2 separate regions of the Ovis aries genome follow, and region 2 is linked to region 1. Evidence: chromatin contacts called from public Hi-C data. All regions are on one chromosome and are shown on one strand. The core of a region is the stretch at or near the end of the contact, and the rest is flanking DNA. Distances in the headings are between cores, read along the strand shown.

Region 1 (3,649 bases), core at 629-3,128:
CAGAAGTTGTGGCACGCGGGCTCAGTAGTTGCAGCTCCCAGGCTCCAGAGCACAGGCTCAATAGTTGTGGCGCCCGGGTTCGGTTGCTCCCCTGTATCCCTGGCAACTTCCGGGACCAAGGATTGAATCTGTGTCTCCTCCATTGGCAGATGGACTCTTTACCGTTGAGCCACCAGGGTTGGCTACCAGTCAACCTGGGGATTTAGCCACCAGCCCCCTAAATGAATTTGAAGTGAATAAAGTTTTTATTTATATTTTTCTGATTGTTTATAAGTATACAGTATTTAGCATATACCAAAAATAATGCTACTGACCCAGTTTCAGGAGACCATGCTCTTTGAATCCCTTTTAATAATTTATTAAACAGTTTATATTCAAACAGTACTTTTAATTTTTCAGAGCACTTTAATTTCAACACTTTATTATGGATATTTCCAAACATATGGAAAAGAAAAAGAACTGTGAGTGAATTCCCACAGACCCTAGATTCTAATTCAACATTTTGCTATATTGGCAGAACACTTTTTATGGACTAGTTTGATCACCTTTTATTTGACCTAATGACTAAGGTATGACTTTCTATAGATAAGGAAAGTAAGACTAAGAGATTTAACGATTTGCCAAGGAGGGTGTCTCCCAGTAGTTATGACCAACCTTGTCAGCTGACGCATCCACACCCTCTGATCTTACAAATATTTTGAATATCCTTAGTAATGAAAAGCTTCCAATTCCACAAGACAGGAGACTCAGCAAAATCATGGGAAAACCAACAAGAAAACATTTCTAGGTCATAAATCTTTCAGAGAGGAACCGAGTCTTGGGCATCTCTCCCACTCACCCCACTTCCTGTTCTGGTTAGTCATCATTTCCTGCCCAAGCTGAGACAGTTTCTTCCATTCATTCTTTTCCAGTACCAGATGCAAGTCTAGAATATCTTTCATATCAGCTAGTTTACTCTCTCCTGCCTTTTCACACGCCCGAGATACTTGACCTCCAATGACAGCACGGCCCTAAGACATATCCTTGCCCAGCCTGCAAACAGCTCACCCCTTTCTACCATATTAAGTCTAATACAATCTCTGCCTTCCGCAGTGTAACCTATCCAAGCATCTGCCTTACTTCTTCACTTCCATCCTACGTAAGAGATGTTGCAGCAAAGATACCTAGGGCTTTTTGCTTTATTCCCTTTTTCGCCTGCGTAAATCACCACCACTTTCTCCCAAATTCCACAAATGCAAATCCAAGTCATGGCTATTCTAATAAGCCTTCTAGAAAACCCAGGCGTGTTACGACCTCTATCGCCAAACTTACATAAACTTATGGCACTGATCTTAATCTACCTTGTACAGCTTTATGGTCTGATCTGCCACATTGGGCTTCCTTTGCCTGAGGATAATTCTTGAGGAAAGGGACGTTGTCTTACTCAGCGTCGCCCTCGCACACAGTAGGGGCTTTATCGTGCTTAATTTCGTTTTAACGCAACACATCCCGCCGAAAGGGTGGGGGAGAGACACCCTCTGCCGAATTCTCACTTACACGCGTACACGGATGCTGTCTTTTACTCGGACACACACGTGTCCCCCGGGCCACAGCCTGGAATGGTCTTGGGACTCCCAGCCTGTGGGCGTTTCCACTCCACCCAGCGGAAGGGGAGGCTCATTTCTTTAAAACTGCCTTCAGGGGTATTTGTTACCTTGGACCTCCCACAGCCTCCACCCTATAAACAGCTGAAGATCTGCGTCATCTCAAAGCAGGATCACTCCGGTTCTACGAATCCCTGCCAGGTCGCGCCGGGCGCAGGTCCCATGGACACCCCCTCCCTGGTTCGCTTGGTAGCGCCCGCTTTGTCAGCGCGCTGCGCTCGCCAGTTACCCTCCAGCTCCAGCCGGCCCGCGGCAGACAGCGCCTCCACTTCACAGCATCCGCAGCTTCGTTCGCGCCGTCTCGGGCTCGTCTGCCTGCGACCTTCCCCCGGGCCGCGGCTGGTAGAGAAGGAGCCCCGGAGACTCTGCTCGGACGGCCCCAAGAGTCTGCTGGGCTCGCCCGCCTCGGCGGGGCCCGCAGGTCGGTGGGGCGCGCGAGGGGCCGCGGCGGTTTTGGCGGCGGCGCCCGGCATGTATCAGAGCCCGCGGCGGCTCTGCTCCGCCCTGCTGCAGAGGGACGCGCCCGGCCTGCGCCGCCCGCCCGGCCCGCCGCCGCCGCCGCGCCGCCTCTCGCCCACGGCCGCCCCGCGGCTCCCGTCCCCCCGGCTCCTGGCGGCGGCTTCGGCGGCCCGCGAGGTCGCGAGGTCGTGCTCCCGAACAGGTGAGTGCACCGCCGTTCCTGGCGGAGAACGCGGCGGCCGCCACCTGGAAACGGCGGGGAATGAATGGGAAGCCGGGGGCTGCCGGGCGGTGGGGTGCGACCGGGAAGCGGTTCCTCTTCTCCCTGAGCCGCCGTCTCTGCTCTCCTTTGCCGCTCTGCCCTCGCCTTTTCTTGCCTGGGGCTTGCACCGCGTCCGGTAAGAGCTGCAGCCCGGTGCTAGGTTCCCGTTTAATCCTTCCCGTTTGATGCCGCGGTTTTAGTATTTCTCCCTCTTGACCTACGTTATCTTTTCCCCTTCCGAAGCCGCAGATTGTTTTACTTATTGCGCTAATGGTGGAACATTTTATGCAATATGTATATGAAGTTACGCTTACCTGATCCTGTGGCCTGCGTGGCTTAGGTGGTATGAGTTTTGAAAAACGTATGAACACGCATTGAATCTTTGGACATCTACTTGAATTTTGGGGGAGCCTTCCGGTCTTAATATTTGCATCATTATGCGTCCTGTATACCTGGGGTTAAGATCTTGTAAAGATGATGCCATCTCTTTGCCAAGAACCTGTTCTATAGGTCACGTGCTCTGGATTTTACTTGGGTTGCAGGGAAGGAAACGCCAGGCAGAATCTTATTTCCCTGACCAGGGATCGAACCTGCGCTCCTTGCATTGGAAGCGTGGAGTCTTAACCACTGGACCCGCAGGGAAGTTCCGTGGATTTTCCCTTTTTAGGCCACTGAAGTTTCTGCCTGAGGCCTCAGTACCGCGGCCACAATTTACATACAAATTAGTCATAGTGTAAAAATTAATAAAGCTTTTCTTTCAAAAGTGGGCAGTTTCATCACGCTAGCAGGTATATTTTAGTCGTACTCAAGTTTATTGCTGTTTAAGACGTATGGACATCTGAAATTGTAAACGACTACCTTTTGCTCCAAAAGTTTTGTGTTCTCTTTTACGCCGCCCCACCCGGGTTGCCGGATCTTAATTCCCCCACCGGGGATTGAACCCCCAGGGCAGAGAAAGAAAAGGCGGAGCCCTAAACACTGGACTGTCAGGGAATTCCCAAGTTTTGTATTAACTTCAGAACAGATAGAGCAGTAGAAAGAGTATGTTCAGTGTGGCTTTCTTTACTGAAAATGATCACCCAAAGTGTGATTGAAGTCAAGATTTTAAACTCTATTCAGATGATTGGCCTCTATTCAGATTATTGGCTGATGTTTAGATTGAGACATTCTTTTTAAAATTAGGATTTTCTTTTTGTGAAGGGACCTTGCCGGCGGCCAGCAGTTAAGACTGCGTTTCCACTGCAGGGGTCACAGATTCCACCCTTGGCCAGGGAACTAAAGTCTC
Region 2 (3,782 bases), core at 825-3,324, 78 kb before region 1:
ACTGCCCCACTGCGGTCACTCAACACCTACAACACATCAGAAACTGCCACCGCTGCCCTGGAAAAGTTGATGCTTCTGCCCAGGGACAGAGTCACCCTCCTCAAGTCCCAGTGAGACCCGTGAGAGTGAATTAATAACTATGCCAGGACAGTGGACATAACCCAGCTGCCCCAGGAAAGCCAGCCATGTGGTTGCGCTTGGTGGAACCCGAAATCCCAGTCACAAGTGAGTCTGGGAAACATTTCCAGCTTTCCTGCCTCTGTCGTAAAAGAAAACAGGCTAGAAGGGGGTTGCAGCAGGTGTTCAATAAATATTAGAGAGTTCATGGATAAAAATATTCCAAAAAGATTATCAAGTCAGCATTATAACAATCACATGACAAGCCGAAAACAGCCTCAGTGTGACCTGGAGAGCATTTTGAGCTGGCTTTGTTGCAGGGGCTCTTCTATTTCTATACTACAGAGCATCCTAAGCAGGGAAAAACAAACCCCTCGAGAGGACACCACTCCAACAGGGGTGATTCTTATCCATTTTGCCACTCTGAGCTTCCGAATCCTTTTTTAAGATGTTTTCAGTTTAGTTCAGTTCAGTCGCTCAGTCGTGTCCGACTCTTTGCGACCCCATGAATCACACCACGCCAGGCATCCCTGTCCATCACCAACTCCCAGAGTTCACTCAAACTCACATCCATCGAGTCGGTGATGCCATCCAGGCATCTCATCCTCTGTCGTCCCCTTCTCCTCCTGCCCCCAATCCCTCCCAGCATCAGGGTCTTTTCCAGTGAGTCAACTCTTTGCATGAGGTAACCAAAGTACTGGAGTTTCAGCTTTAGCATCAGTCCTTCCTATGAACACCCAGGACTGATCTCCTTTAGAATGGACTGGTTGGATCTCCTTGCAGTCCAAGGGACTCTCAAGAGTCTTCTCCAACACCACAGTTCAAAAGCATCAGTTCTTCAGCACTCAGCTTTCTTTATAGTCCAGCTCTCACATCCATTCTTGACCACTGGAAAAACCATAAATGTTTTAAATTGAGGTATAGTTGACATACAATATTTATGTAAGTTTCAGGCATATAACATAGTGATTCACAATTTGTAAAGTTTATATCCTATATGTAGTTATTATAAAATATTGGCTATATCCCCTGTGCTCTCAGCTAATCTATTTTATACATAATAGTCTGCACCTCTTAACCCCTACCCCTGTTTTTCTCCTTTCCTCTTCCCTCTCCCCACTGTGTGCTCAGCTGCTCAGTCATGTCTGACTGTGTGCGACCCAGTGGACTGTAGCCTGCCAGGCTCCTCTGTCCATTACAGTTCTCCAGGCAAGAATACTGAAGTGGGTTGCCGTGCCCCACTCCAGGGGATCTTCCCAATCCAGGTATCAAACCTGTGTCTCCTGCATCTCCTGCACTGCAGGCAGATTCTTTACCCACTGAGCCACCAGGGAAGCCCTTTCTCCGCACTGGTAACCTTCAAAATCTTGATGCTAAGCTTGCCCTGTTCAAGCAGCGTTATGTTACACTATCGGAATGTTTCCCCTAAGTTGGAATTTTATGAGGATGACAAATGGATTTGCACTGTAATGAACACTGTGTACATAGATATACAATGATTTGTAAGGATTACAGGGAAGTTTCTGGACTCAACCTCTAGTCCCTCCTCGGGGAGGAGTTGGTTATAACCCTGACCCCGATGGCTAAGAGATTCATTCTGCTTCATCCTTACTTTCTAGTAGTTTACATTGTTCTTGTCCTAGACTTTTGTCCCCTGGGAGATGTCCATTTCATGCTCCGAATCCCTTTTCACGAATCACAAAGGCTTTGTTTTGTAAGGAGGTAATGTTTTGCAAGGAGGTAATGTTTTGCAAATAGTCTACCTCTACATGTAATTTCATTCTTTAAATTATAAGCTCCAGAAGTCTCCTCATCCCAGGGGACATCACTGAGACTTAAAGCCCCATAGCAAGAGGGAAAAGGGATTCAGCCTCTTTAGCAACACTCTGAGCTTGAAATACAAGTCTAGGCAATCCTGCTCTGGCAATCATGGGTCATCGCTTGCCTTTTATGTGAGATGATGATTCATCGTGGGGACTATCACGGGGATTTCCCCACCTCACTAAATTCCAAGAGCATGCTGCAGATAGGGGTGCAGTTTAAAAAAAATGCTACCAATCTTCTCCAAATGCCACATAGGGAGATGGGAATTCCCCTGCCTGAGAACAACAAAGCTAAAAAGAAGATTTCTTCAATATCTTCAGAAAAACCACAAACCCAAGTTCAATTCGACACATCACAGGGTTCCTCTCAGTGTGTATTAAGTGAAAGAAAGCCCGTGGGCCTGAGAGAGCTAAACCCAGGTTAACTCCTTCAATCCCAGCTTGCCCAAGACTGTCCCAGTTTTAGGAGCAAACTCCTGAAAGCCAGGCAAACTAAGAGTGTTGATGACACTGATTCAGCCCTGGGGCCCCCTGCCCTCCTGGGAAGGATGAGACATTCCATCCTTTCCATCTTTGCCATCCTCGCTTATTCCAGTCGGGAGGAACTGTGGGAAGAGAGGGAGAACAACGGGGATGGACAGGAAAAAGTATTCCCAGGATTCCGGCTTCTTCTTCTACCCCAGACACACTTCAGATCTCTCCTTGGGGGCCTGGAGGGCTTGAAAACAGATGGTGTGAGGTGCTCAACAGCAGAGCTTCTGTTCTGCCTCTTCACTGGGAAGTGACGCTCTGGTCAGTTACTACAGCCCAGTCTGGGACAGTTACAGCACCTTATCTGTAAACTGAGGGAGGTGGAGAATTCCTCTTAGAGCCCTATTTATTCTCACATAAAATAACTCCTTTCCCTGGAGTAAGGCATGGCAACCCACTCCAGTATTCTTGCCTGGAAGATCCCATGGACAGAGAAGCCTGGCAGGCTACGTTCCATGGGACCACAAACATTTGAACACGGCTGAGCACAACACACAGCAAAATAACTCCTGTAAGTTCTGCCCATTTAATTGTTTAGAACTTTTTTCAAACTCTGGAGAGCTGACAGCTTAAATTTTTCAATTGAGGAGGAGTTGCAGCCATCAGGAGGGGTGAAGTAAACAAGCCCTAAAGGTGTGGAGAATTCTGAAAGAGATGGGAATACCAGACCACCTGACCTGCCTCTTGAGAAACCTGTATGCAAGTCAGGAAGCAACAGTAAGAACTGGACATGGAACAACAGACTGGTTCCAAATAGGAAAAGGAGTACGTCAAGGCTGTATATTGTCACCCTGCTTATTTAACTTCTATGCAGAGCACATCATGAGAAATGCTGGACTGGAAGAAGCACAAGCTGGAATCAAGATTGCTGGGAGAAATATCAATCACCTCAGATATGCAGATGACACCACCCTTATGGCAGAAAGTGAAGAGGAACTAAAAAGCCTCTTGATGAAAGTGAAAGAGGAGAGTGAAAAAGTTGGCTTAAAGCTCAACATTTAGAAAACTAAGATCATGGCATCTGGTCCCATCACTTCATGGGAAATAGATGGGGAAACAGTGGAAACAGTGTCAGACTTTATTTTGGGGGGCTCCAAAATCAGTGCAGATGGTGATTGTAGCCATGAAATTAAAAGACGCTTACTCCTTGGAAGGAAAGTTATGACCAACCTAGATAGCATATTGAAAAGCAGAGACATTACTTTGCCAACAAAGGTCCGTCTAGTCAAGGCTATGGTTTTTCCAGTGGTCATGTACGGACGTGAGATTTGGACTGTAAAGAAAGCTGAGCACTGAAGAATTGATGCTTTT

The links. A called contact is a pair of places that touch in the nucleus more often than the background predicts.
Region 2: a Hi-C map of tail adipose tissue shows a contact between it and region 1, with 2.3 times the contacts expected there. The contact joins the enhancer-like site here to the promoter of NOCT in region 1. A contact is called at or near these places in 3 of 16 Hi-C or Micro-C datasets (skin fibroblasts and tail adipose tissue).

Annotation. Positions count from the first base shown.
Region 1 is chr17:18,651,496-18,655,144 of ARS-UI_Ramb_v3.0, reverse strand. NOCT (nocturnin) reads left to right here and starts at 1,878. Exons shown (of 3, transcript XM_015101513.3): 1 at 1,878-2,304. The coding sequence starts at 2,115.
Region 2 is chr17:18,729,268-18,733,049 of ARS-UI_Ramb_v3.0, reverse strand. No RefSeq gene overlaps it. Among named protein-coding and RNA genes, the nearest start is that of NOCT, 78 kb to the right of the region's middle. Within about 2 kb of position 2,074, at least 7 of the 54 cell types and tissues checked have an H3K27ac peak or open chromatin away from gene starts, as enhancers often do.